Regions from separate parts of the Mus musculus genome. Here regions 1, 2 and 3 are each linked to region 4. The links are chromatin contacts, called in public promoter capture Hi-C maps. All regions are on one chromosome and are shown on one strand. Each heading gives the region's core, a stretch centred on a gene start, on an enhancer-like site or on the middle of the called end of the contact. The rest is flanking DNA. Distances are from core to core; before and after follow the strand shown. Region 1 holds the start of Dclre1c (DNA cross-link repair 1C). Region 2 holds the start of Rpp38 (ribonuclease P/MRP 38 subunit). Region 3 holds the start of Fam107b (family with sequence similarity 107, member B). Region 4 holds the start of Cdc123 (cell division cycle 123).

Region 1 (3,279 bases), core at 340-2,839, 2.4 Mb after region 4:
TGTGATTAGACCACCATATTAAGCCACCTGTTTATATTAAAATTCAAGAATATCCAAAGTTAGCTCATTGTGACAAAAACTCAAAATAGGAAATACTTCTTGGAGAAGAAGCAGGTAAGACTAGACAGGGGTCTGGGACATGGTAGTGTTCAACTTCTTATCTGTGTGGAAGCCACATAATGTTTATATAAGCTCATAAAGTTTATACAGGCTACCCTGCTAGGGTGTATGTCCTGTTCTGCCTAGGTGTTATCTCTCAGTTAAGATATCTACTTAAATACAAATAAGTAACAAAGCCAATTACCTGCATTCCAGCCTTCTTTTCAAGGAAGGAGCCCTTAATCCTTTCATGTGATCTACAAGGAAAAGAATTAGAAATCATAACCATGTTTTGTTTGATTTGGTTTTTTAGAGGATTTCTCTTCCCTGCAACAGCTGGGTTGTCTTTGTAAGCTTCCTACTGTGAGAAACTACCTAAGGCTCACCATTCTGAGCAAATAGATTCCCACAGGCCTTTGGCTCTTCTGCACATGACGAACCTTTCAGAGTAGGGAACAGGAACCACTAAAAAGGGTTAGACCCTGAGCTGATGAAAGCTATTCAAGTCCCACCTGGGTCAGGGGACATACGCAGGAAGATCAAGTGCGAGTATGAGAACCTGGGTGGGCTGATATGACTCCACCTAGGATACGTGAAGCTCTGCCCCACAACCTAAAATAAGTAAATAATAAAGAAGAAAAATGGGGGACACTTGGCCAAGCTTATCGACTGGTTGTACACACACACACACACACACACACACACCCAAGAGTATAGTGTGAGAAACATTTGTGTGTGTGTGGGGGGGGGGGGGTTAAAGGGAGCGAGGGAGGGAGGGAGAGGGAGGAGGAGAGACAGAGAGACAGAGATAGATGTACAGATCGATCTTGGGCTCTTGCCAAATATCTCCGGGATGTAGAACTTCTGAAACACGTGCCTGTGTGAGAGAGGGGCATTTCGCTCTTACCTAATGTCTTTGGGTGTAGACGTTCTGAAACGTGTTTTCCTTACTCGAGATAAACGAGAATTAGGGAAGTTTGGGCATGAGCTAATTAATTAAGCCTTACCAAACATACCCTCCGCTGGGACAGCAACCAGCACTTCTAACAGCTCTGCCTTACCACAGCGTCCAGGTCTGATTGCAACCGGAGCTGGGGTTAGGAGCTGGGGTTACAGAGGTGGTACAGACCAGGAGCTCAATAAAGCCAGAGGTTAAGCGCCAACTGGCATTAGGAGTGCTTCCCAGTGCCTCGCGGAGTCCCAGCCTGTCCTCCCCTCACCAGGTGCCGACCTCTGCCATTGCCTCTTCAGACCATAGCGCCCCTGAAATAGGTAACGAGAGGAGCTCACTCACCCTTGTGACAGTGCGAAAGGAAGTAGGCACGGGCTTTCAGGTTCTCCCTGTCGAAGCGGTCAATGGAGATGGTTGGATACTCCGCCATCTGTCCCTGGAAGGAGCTCATCGCACCCGGGAACACTAGACCCAAAGCCCACCTCGGAAACAGAAGCACACACTGACCCTGGGCGCCACTTCCGGGAACCTGCGCACCGCCTACCCATAGGCCGGCAGAGCTCAGCCACATCCAATCAAAGGACCCTTGAGGTAGGGGCGGAGCCAATGGGCATCCAATCCTGATCCAGCCTCCCAAGTCCCTTGGTTTAAATAACTGCACCAGCTGGGCACGGAGAAACAGCTGTGCGTAGTTTGTGGGTAGCACTGGCTGGTCATGGAAAGTCACGTTCCTGCCAGAAAGCAAGAAAAGACACCGAAGTGTTTGTTGCGCAATGCAGATCTGCCCGCATCTGTGGAGGAACCAAGGCAGGAAACGAAACACAACTGAGAATGGAGGCCAGAGAGCTTCCCTTTTCTTAACCATATTGCCTTGCATTTCCTCAGATCTAGTGAAGATCGAGTTCTTTTCACTTTTTTAAAAATCTTATCCCAATTTGTATTTTATAGGGTAACCACGAGGATTGGATGAGTCATTGCCTCTGACTCTTGGTTAGTAGATTCCATTGGTAGTTGCTCCCTCTTCTGTATTATATAAGCTAACTATATTTTGAAGGCTACAATTCAGACATAGATTCTTAGAGCAGGGGTGGGGGGAGTAAAGATTCCATTGATCTGCTGGCCTCCAGTAATCATTTAAGTTGTACTTTGAGGAAGTCAGAAGGATATATAAAGAGACAGAGGGAGAGGATGGGGGGCAGGGTGGGAAAGTGTGTAGTAATCATACTAAGATCCACCAAAGACTTTGTCAGTGGCATTTATTTTCTCCTTCCTAGCAAGTTCTCCTCAGATACTCAGCACTGTTGATCAACTGGAACCTCCAAACCCTGCTATGCAGAACACTTTGGCAAGCCTTGTGGAGGTAAACAGGAAAACTGAAAAGAAGCAGTGTCTGCAAAAACTGAGCGACTGGTTTTAGTACTGTGGGGAGATTAGAATGTTGCAGATCCAGAAGCGAATTATCGTATCTTGAGCTAGTTCTAGCCCTTGGGAATAGCCATCCCTTGTTTATCTCTGTTGGAATTAACATCTTGTGAGTAACAGATGAAAACCTTTTGGAATCTCCTAGTTTAGCAGACCACTATTTTCACCTAACCCAAAAATTAAGAACGTCATCAGATAGCATCTCGGGCCTATAGAAAAGCTTTCTCATCTTTGCTCTCCGATGTACACTAAATATGACCTGACTTAAGACTTTCTTCTATAAAACTGTGAAACTCTTTCCTTGTTGGAACATGGAATTTAGGATGACCCAAATCTCTGTTCCAGCCCCAAGGTTATTAAAAATGGCCCCAGAATAAACTCTCTTTTTCCCTTTAAGATGAGGTTTCTCGATCCACAGTGGTTACATGGCTAACTCTGATGTGCCATCCGAGTTCAGCACATTTGAAAAGCCACAAAAATGAAGAATATGACAAGAATATTTTCACAGAGGCAGAAGTGATCATGGGATGATGCCAGGAGTAAGCTCTGAGCAGAGGGGTCGGAATGCCAGGGTCAGAGAACATCTGGTTACTCTTGCAGTCATAATACCTGGTTCTATTCACATTCAGATATTCATAAGGAGGAAGCAGGGAAGTAGAGGGAAGTGTTCTGGATATACACACCAACTTATACATTCCACACAGTAGTACCGGTAAAGCCTTGGTTTTGTATAAGATGGTCTTTCCTAGACTACCGGAGGACAATTGCTGTGGATGGGTTGTCTCTACAGGACAATACATTCTGCA
Region 2 (2,832 bases), core at 173-2,672, 2.5 Mb after region 4:
TTCTACCATCGCGATTTGTCTTTAGCGCTACATGACTGCGGGTAATAGTAAAGGACGTCTTATATGGCACAGTCAAAACTCGACCGAACTTAATCTAGTTCATCTACTTGTGATAGAAACCACAGCACGCTTTTCCTGTAAAAACTTCAACAATCTTTGACCACAAGCAACAGTGTTTGTTCTGTTTAAATGTTCAATAGGTGGTGAATAATGGAAACGTAGAAGCTAGATCCTATATGTTAGTCTAAAATGAGCAATGAAAACACCGAGAAAAAAGAGGAAGATAAAGAGAAGGACCTGAATCCTCCCAAATTCATAAGAACAGAAAGTAATTCCTGTCAAGTAATTTTTATTTATTTATTTATTTATTTATTTATTTATTTATTTAATGTATGTGAGTACATTGTTGCTGTCTTCAGACACACCAGAAGAGGGCATTGGATCCCATTACAGATGGTTGTGAGCTGGGACTTGAACTCAGGACCTCTGAAAGAGCAGTCAGTGCTCTTACCCGCTGAGCCATCTCTCCTGCCTTTTTTTTTTGTTTGTTTTGTTTTGTTTTTTGTTTTTTTGAGACAGGGTTTCTCTGTATAGTCCTGGATGTCCTGGAACTCACTTTGTAGACCAGGCTGGCCTCGAACTCAGAAATCCGCCTGCCTCCCGAGTACTGGGATTAAAGGCGTGCGTAATTTTTAATCTTTAGTACATTATTCCACTGCTTACCAGTTGTAACTTTCCAGTGATTTTGTTTCATAACCTTTCTTATTTTTTGTCTCCGTTTGTCAGAAGGCACAACAGCTATTGCCGGAGTACTCTGGAGTACTGCTGTGGAACTAAATGCAGCCCCTATTTTCCTTTCAGTGTGCCCAAGATTCTACACATAATCTCTAAGTACATGCAACCCTATAACCCCTATTTATTTGATTTTCGTGGCAGAACACGAGCTCCGCCTACCTGCCTCTGCATTACGTCACTCCCAGTCAGGGGCGTCAGGCGTGGTGTGTGGACTAAACCTGGCACAGCACTGCGCAGGCGTGTATTCTGTCTCGCGAGAGTCTGTGGTTGCTGTAGTAACCAGCCTCTCCCAGGGACGCGTGCAGGGGAATGGGTGGCTATAAGGGCTGGAGTTTTGTATCCCCAGAACAAAAAGAGACAGCAAGGCAGAAGCAACTGGGCTAAAAATGGAGAGCCAAAAGGAGAGACGAACCTCTCACAGAACCGAGCTGTTCCGCATCGTCATTTTGGACGACCAGTCAGAAGGGAGAGGCTGGTTACTACAGCAACCACAGACTCTCGCGAGACAGAATACACGCCTGCGCAGTGCTGTGCCAGGTTTAGTCCACACACCACGCCTGACGTCCCTGACTGGGAGTGACGTAATGCAGAGGCAGGTAGGCGGAGCTCGTGTTCTGCGCACGCTCAGTGCAGGCGCACGTGGAGCGGGCGCAGTGGTTCCTGGTAGTGACCGAGTTGCTGTAGTGAAGCGATCCGTCACGTGGTCTCCGCGGGGCGCTTCTGCTCAGGTGGGCGCGTGCGTGCCTGTGGCTCGAGTCCCGGCCCGTGGGCACCCGGGTCACCGCGGGGTGGGGGTCATCCAGAGCCCGCTCTCCCTGAGGTTCTTTCCGGCTGGTCTCAGCCGATCCCTGCCTTCGGGGGTTTCCTTCCGTCGTGTTGTGTGATGCGGGTACCCCTTCGTCCTCCCGAGACCGCGGGAGCTTCTCTGCTGCTGACAGCCTTTCTAGGGTCTCTTCCCAAATCAAGGTCTCTGTGACGCGATTCTAATCGCGCCGCCCTTCTTGAAAGGCTCTAGAGTCACCATCTTGTCCTTACCCAGTATCTTCAACTCCAGCATCTCTGTTCGGGCGATACTGAACTTTAATGTTCTTCTGTAATCCCTCACTGCCCGCTTCCTTCTTGGGCTATCTAAAGAATTCCTTCAAAGGAGGAATATTTTAGATTGCGGTTGGTTAATGGTCGTTTTCTCCAGAGACTTCAACTAAGGCCTGTTCCTCAAGATAACCTCACTACTCTGGCTTTAGAGTGAGCCGTTTTTATTACTCGCAGAAGCTTTTTGCTTTGCCCAATGCCTAATGGCCTGCAACAGCAAGGATAATTCATAATAATTTGATAGAAAAAAATGTATGTAAGTGCTCTACCAGGCACAGTGTACGTTGAATAAGGACATGAGAAACCAGAGGCCTCATTAAATAGCCAGAATCTGTAATATGGGTGATGAGTGAAAGGAGAAATGCTTGAGAAATGGGAGTAAACATTTTGAGTTTGTAATTGGTCCTGTAGGCAGTAGCAGCTTGCAGACATAGTTGGCAAGGTACTTGATCAAGCTCTGTGAACCTGTTAATATTCAGCATTTTAAAAATTAGTATTGCATGGCGGTCATCTTATGTAGGCTTGGTTCTTTTTTTCATCTCCCCTTCCAGGTTTTTGTGAATCAGAGACATACATCCCAATCTTGCAATCCCTTGGTTGCAGAGCATCTGTGAGTGTCCCCCATGCTAGGCAGGGACAGTAGCTGACTTGCAGTTTGGCAAGCGTTGTGGTGGGACCATTTGTCCCTTGCTTCCTGGTCATTTTACTCAAAGCTAGCTACCAGCTGCTGGTCACCTCGATAGATTTGGACGACCTGTTCTTGAATCTCTTAGCTTGTGAGGAGCATGCAGCTCATGGGGATTGATGGAAGCAGTTATTATGGAAGCAGCTATAGCCAGTGTCTGTAGCAGTGGGCAGCACTGACAGAATCAAGATTGCAGCTCTTACTGGGAGTGAGTGCAACACCATCTCCAAAGGCCGTGCAGTCTGGAGATGCCACCTGCC
Region 3 (3,137 bases), core at 391-2,890, 2.1 Mb after region 4:
CCATACAAATATATATATACATGATAAAGTCTTTTGTGTTATCTCCAGTGAAGTGCAAAGCACATTACTTTCCCTTCATCTTCCCGCCTCTCCCTTCTGAATAAATAGTTACTGGCAAAGCTCTGAGAAAATATATTCCAAAACAAGTTGTTAGTATAATCCTCTGTGAAAGCAGTAAAAGGAACATTGCAAAGTTATCATTATTAAATGTCATGCTTTAGACAAGTATAAAGGTTAGGAATTAACAATGTGTTCATTTAGACTCTCTCTCTCTCTCTCTCTCTCTCTCTCACACACACACATACACACACACACACACACAAACTTCCCTGCCACCTATAAAGCAAATACACCTTCATCCTCAGGGTATGTGTGGGTGGTGGCCACATGAGTGACCTATCTTCTGGTTTTTAATTTATCACAAATATATATGATTATTAATTCAAAGTTGTAAAGCCTGAAACTCCAAACACTAAGGAACCGTCCCTAGACAGGCATCTCTGACAGGATTTAGAGCAACTTTAACATGTCCAAATGCTAGTGAGGTAGCATGCCTAGAGAAAGTGTACCTGTTAGCAGGGAGGCTCAAATTCAGAAAGTCAAGCCAAACAGGGCTCCTTCTGTTCCCCTGTTGGCGCCTCCAGTATCACCCCCCATTCTGACTAAGTAACCTCACTTAGCAGTCCTGGACAAAAATCTGAGAAGGGATTGGGATGGCTGGTGTGTGCACTTCATCCTCTCAACAGGAACTCTCTACATTTCAAAGAGAGCTGGGGACGCTTCACTTCCAGCACACATGTCAAAACTTGGCTCTTATACACCAGATTACCTCCCAGTCATCCAGAAATGTTTCAGGAGGCAATCACTGAGTCCCCCAAAAATGTGGGGACTTCTGCGCTGACATCACCCAAACCCCCTGGCTTGACCGGACTCCAAGAGGCACAGCAGAGTCCAACATAGAAAAGTTACTTGCAGACAGGAAACAGTGTCACTACCACCTTTCAAAGCAGCACGACCCCGCCTTTGTCTGCCGGGTAGGAGCCGGCTTCGGGACGCTGACCCTGTCCTGCTGCCGGGACAGGCAAGGCGGGCATCTGGCCCGGGGCGCGCAGCCACTGCAGCCTGGGTCTTAAGGTCTGGGTCTGCAGGGCCGAGGATGCAACAATGAACCAACCAAGCAGCAGCCTGGATTCCCCCCTCTCCAGGGGGCCCCTCCGCCCCGGCGCCCCTCGATCCGGGCCGCCGCCCGGGCCCTGCACCCTAGACCTCCCCAAGCAGCGCAGGGCCACCAGGCTCCCCGCTGCTCGCCTACGCCCGAGGGACCGCATACCCCAGCCCGCCCTGCAGGCCAACGACAGGGTCCCCCAGGCCGGGGTCAGACACCCGTCGCTTTCTCCCGGCGGGCGGCCGCCTTGCAAGCCCCTCGTCTTTGTGTGAGAAGTAAGTGTGGGGCCAGCCTACCTCGCACAAAGGCGCGCTGCTCCCTGGCGCGCTCCGCTGCTGGCGTTGGTACCCGGCACCTTAGCCACCGAGGTGGCGAGAGGGCGGTTCCGACGGCGGTTGCAACGCCGGAGTAAGAAGCCCGTCCGGCTCGGGGCGGCTCTCGCACCCGGCGGCCTCGCGCGTCAGAATTAAGTGGCGGGGCGGGCCGGGGACGGGGCGGGGCCGCTGAGTCATCACTAAGTCACGCCCAACTCCTAGGCCACGCCCCCGAACGGCCGACCACGCCCCCCGAGCTTTCAGCCTTGCTTTGCCCTAGTGGACTCAGATGAGAGCTCTGGATCCTTGGTCATGTGGCAGGGGCCTCTGTTGTGCGGGTTTACTTTCCTTTGCTTGGGTGCCCAGGAAAGGACCAGGAAGGTGGAAGGAAAAGTTGTCACCTGTCTAATGGAAGGTGTCAGCTGCAAGTTCACGGGGCCCACAATTTAAAATTCATTATGCATCTGCTTTTGAGTTTATTTCTCATCTTTCTGTCTCTCCTTTGTATATGTGTTTCTCTCTGTCTGTCCCTCTCATGCTCTGTCTCTCTGTTTGTCCTTCTCTTGCTCTCTCTGTTTCTCTTTCTGTTTGTCCTTTCTGTCTCTCTGTGTCTTATGTCTTTATGTATCTGTAGCTCTCTTACTGTGTGTCTATGTCTCTATGTTACTGTGTATCTCTTATTGTATCTCTGTGTTCTCTCTCCTTTTTGTTCTCCCCCACCCCTTTCTCTTCGGTCTGTTGAAACCCTGCCAAATATTTTTTTTGGAAGAAAATCAAAAAAGGAGTTTGTTATAATTACATAAAGTCACAGTCAACTGAAGGCTCAGAACCCACTGACCTGGGCTTTCCTCTCCACCCTCACCAAAGGGCAGATGGAGAATTTAGATCAAGGAAGGACTGATCTGATCTTTAAAAAAAAAAAATCTAATTTCATTCTCTAGCTCTCCTGAATTGTTTCCCTGCCCTACCCAAAATTCCAAGGGTGCCATTTACATGAATCACGAGTTCAGCCATTTACATGAATCACGAGTTCAAAAGCAGGCCCTGTCTCAGGGTGAGAACAAGGCCAGCAGGTTGATGGATTCCATACCAAAGCCTTTTCATTTTCTTGGCAACAGATGACTAAGGATTTATTTATTAGGAAACTTTTCTGACTCAAAGAGCTTAGGTCATATTTGCACAGGGGGAAAAATGCTGTCAGTGGATTTCAATGAGCAAATTACCTATTCCAAATGTTTCAGTCTTACAGAGTCCTCTTAGCCAGCTCCTGGGCATCCTCCCAATCCAGGAGCAATAGACACACTCACCCCAGGATTCACATTACTTCACATTAGTCTAAAATACAGCACGTAATAGTGATAACTTTGCAATATTCCTTTGCCGCTTTCTCATAGAGGTAAGCCAACAATAATTTCCTCAGAGCCTTCCCAGTCCCAGGGGCTCTCTGCTGTGCTTCACTCGCAGTCTTCTGCCATTCACCCCCATGCATGGAGTTTCCTCTCCCCCTGATGGCTCCCTAGTCTCCAAGCAGAGGGATCCTGCCTAGACTCCTACCCCTACCCACACTGACATCAACTCCTAAGTTCTGAATAGGATGAGCAGCTATCCCCTCCCCATCTCCGGTAGTGCCCACCACACTTGCCTCTGGGCTCTGTGAC
Region 4 (2,955 bases), core at 273-2,772:
ATCCTTTAATACAGTTCCTCATGTTGTGGTGACCCCCTCCCCCAACTATAAAATCATTTCGTTGCAACTTTGCAACTGTAATTTGGTGTCATGAATTGTCATGTGAATATCTGGTCTATAGAGCATCTGATATAGGACCTGTGAGAGGGTCGTGACCCACACATTGAGAACCAAAGAGTTCCAGGCCAGACAGGAGTATGTAGAGAGAGACTATGTATCAAAACAACAAACAAGCAACAAAACCCAGGATTGATTAATTCTGGATACCACCATTCTTAAATAAGAAGCTCTGCTATCCACAACACATCATTATACACTGCAACATTATAAACCATTGATCTTGATTTTGGAAGGTATTCTTTAAGCAATGCTTCCAACCACTTTACCTGTAACATTTCAAACAATGTATACCTCTCCTGTGTGTGTGTGCACGCGCGAGCACGAATTCTAATTCAAAATACAGAGGATTCTGTTCATCAGTTCTAACAAATACCTTTCTAAAGAGGTCAACAGTGGCTGGGGTTTTTCCTCTCTCTCTAATTTAAACTGCTTAGATGCGCTGTGGAAAATGCAATTTATTTTTCTGTGAGGGTGAGTATCAGAAATGTGGTGCTTCTGGACAAATACGTGCTTGGAACATGCCCAAGGCTTCTACATTACAGGAAGCACCAGAGGGTTTGAAAGGCCTGTCTCTTGCAGCTGGTGATTTTTTTCCTTTTTTTTTTTTTTTTTTAAAAAGAAACTGAACTTTGTAGGATGATAGATGGAAAAAGGAGTAGGGAGAAAAATGATATCACAAGTTGTCGTATACAAACTCTTCCAACCTTTTACGATTTCATCATTGCAGAGACATTGATAAAAATATGTGCTTTTTCCACACTGGTAACTTTTTCGGAATTGGACTAAACTTTAAGCTTAAAAGACACAACTTTCCCCTTTTTCTTGATTTCTCAGACGAACATCGCTTCTTTCATCTTCAGGATCGTAAAATACCACCCTCCTCCCCAGAATCGTGCATGCGGGACTTCTTCCCTGTGTCTCTAAAATCTACTTTCCGGAATGAGAAGGGGCCATCCTTCTTGTAGATGCCTCAACTGATGTGTTCCAACATTTACTGTGCTGTTCCCAGGTTCCTCTCGTAGCCCAGGCTGGTCCGCCTGGATCCCGGGTTCTCGTCTCGCGCTCAGGCGCAGACGCGGAGACACGCGCGCGCGGCGGGCTGTACTCTGGGCACCATCGGTTGTGCTCGCGCCCTTTTTTCCCTTCCCCTCTCCAAGGACACTTAGTACCGAGGTTGGCTCGCGCCCACTTACCTACACTAAACTGTGGGATGTGGAAGGGATTGAGGAGGAAAGGAAAAAGGATCAGGCAGAAGCTGCAGTCTCCGTAGAATCAGGCGCCACCGCTAGAGACACCGGCGCCTCTCGTGGTGCAAGGAGGATGTGCACACGTCCTCCTCCAGGCACCCGTAGAAGCTCAGCTAGCTTCAGATGATTACCTTCCGGGTCGAGGTGCATACAGACGAAAGCGGAGATGTAAGCTTCCTAAAAATCTACGCTTTCGTGCCTCTTCTCTGCGGACTCAGATCTCTGTGTGTCTTGCGCGTCTGTGTGGGCACGCTAAGCATACAGTCTACCATGGCTCTAGAGTCTAGCGCCAGCGGACTTTTACGGACCGGAAGAGTCCTTTCTTTAAGACGGCTCGGTCGGCACTTCCGGAAGTGCTGCGCAGGGTTCCGGGAGAGGGCTGGCGGGAGAGGGAAAGGCGGCTATTGACGCGGCAGCTGGAGAATGAAGAAGGAGCATGTTAGTCACTGTCAGTTCTCCGCGTGGTACCCACTTTTCCGAAGCCTTACCATCAAGAGGTAACCTATCCCGGAGTCAAACCGGGGGGTTTGGGTAAATCCCATCCCTTCAGAAAACTAAACAAAATCCGCAGGCCTTCTACTCAGTGGGAGCGACTGTGTCGAGCTGCGGATTTTCTATTGGCTTTGACGGAGCAAGATTAACAAGTAGATCAGTGTTTGCCGTGCGTCCTGTTCGGAATCAAAGAGCGAGTCGAGGGAGGTAGGGAGGCGGTGGGGGTCCTCGGTAGGGTAGATTGAAATAGATACTTTGGGAATTGTCAGAAGCGCAAGGCAATAAACAAAACAAAACTGGAGACTTTGCCTGCTGCTGACCGACAACCCCCTCTGGTGAGAGTTGCGTTCCATCATTGTACAATGAGAACAGTGATACAGACGGTACCTCCAAGTCTGGATGAAGCTCCAGTTTGGTAGTGTGTATAGGTTGCATTGCTACTGACGATCCAGTGTTCTGAGAAGAAGCAACCCATCTGGAGAGAAAGTGGGATCGTTTGGTTTTTGGTTTTGGGTTTTTTTTTTTTTTTTTTTTTTTTTTTTGATTTTTGAGACAGGGTTTCTCTGTGTAGCCCTTGCTGTCCTGGAACTCACTTTGTAGACCAGGCTGGCCTCGAACTCAGAAATCCACCTGCCTCTGCCTCCCAAGTGCTGGGATTAAAGGCGTGAGCCACCACCGCCTGGCTGAGAAGGTGGGATCCTATTCTCTAGTTCTCTGGCCTGGAACAAGGAATCTGTCCAGGTTTGCAGAATGCCCACGGTGAATTGGTGCATCCAAAAACAAAACAAAACAAAACCACAAAAAACAAAATCCTGCCCCCAAGAATTAGATTGTAGAGTCAGAACCCTCTGTCTGGCTTTGAATTCTGGTTCTATCAGCATCTTCAGCAAATTACTTAATCTCTCTAAACCACATTTGAAAACTTAGAAACATAATAGGATTGTCATGAGAATTGCAAAAGAAAAAAAATACTTAAAATGTTGCCACTCTTTTGTAGCACATAGTAAACACATGAAAAATGTTGCCTGTTACCTTTTGGATTTAATAAAGCCTCATTAAAGTGAATTTTTTTTTTTTTAATTTTATTTATTTTATT

The links. Promoter capture Hi-C pulls out the DNA fragments that hold promoters and counts their contacts.
Region 1: a promoter capture Hi-C map of pre-B cells shows a contact between it and region 4, with 8 times the contacts expected there. The contact joins the promoter of Dclre1c here to the promoter of Cdc123 in region 4. A contact is called at or near these places in 3 of 39 promoter capture datasets (the C10 cell line, liver and pre-B cells), 1 of 115 datasets of contacts at active chromatin or transcription factors (thymic regulatory T cells) and 1 of 9 other capture datasets (adipose tissue).
Region 2: a contact with region 4 is called in a promoter capture Hi-C map of pre-B cells, with 4 times the contacts expected there. The contact joins the promoter of Rpp38 here to the promoter of Cdc123 in region 4. A contact is called at or near these places in 2 of 39 promoter capture datasets (liver and pre-B cells).
Region 3: a promoter capture Hi-C map of liver shows a contact between it and region 4, with 2.8 times the contacts expected there. The contact joins the promoter of Fam107b here to the promoter of Cdc123 in region 4. A contact is called at or near these places in 2 of 39 promoter capture datasets (liver and pre-B cells), 1 of 115 datasets of contacts at active chromatin or transcription factors (astrocytes) and 1 of 9 other capture datasets (adipose tissue).

The regions. Positions count from the first base shown.
Region 1 is chr2:3,422,441-3,425,719 of GRCm38.p6, reverse strand. It overlaps Dclre1c (DNA cross-link repair 1C), which reads right to left and starts at 1,589. Exons shown (of 14, transcript NM_146114.3): 1 at 1,394-1,589; 2 at 305-356. The coding sequence starts at 1,502. It also overlaps a transcript of Meig1 not described here.
Region 2 is chr2:3,331,218-3,334,049 of GRCm38.p6, reverse strand. Rpp38 (ribonuclease P/MRP 38 subunit) reads left to right here and starts at 1,422. Exons shown (of 2, transcript NM_001013376.2): 1 at 1,422-1,523. It also overlaps a transcript of Acbd7 not described here.
Region 3 is chr2:3,711,961-3,715,097 of GRCm38.p6, reverse strand. Fam107b (family with sequence similarity 107, member B) reads right to left here and starts at 1,640. Exons shown (of 4, transcript NM_025626.4): 1 at 1,462-1,640.
Region 4 is chr2:5,843,744-5,846,698 of GRCm38.p6, reverse strand. It overlaps Cdc123 (cell division cycle 123), which reads left to right and starts at 1,522. Exons shown (of 13, transcript NM_133837.5): 1 at 1,522-1,864. The coding sequence starts at 1,791. Nudt5 (nudix (nucleoside diphosphate linked moiety X)-type motif 5) reads right to left here and starts at 1,665. Exons shown (of 10, transcript NM_016918.3): 1 at 1,314-1,665.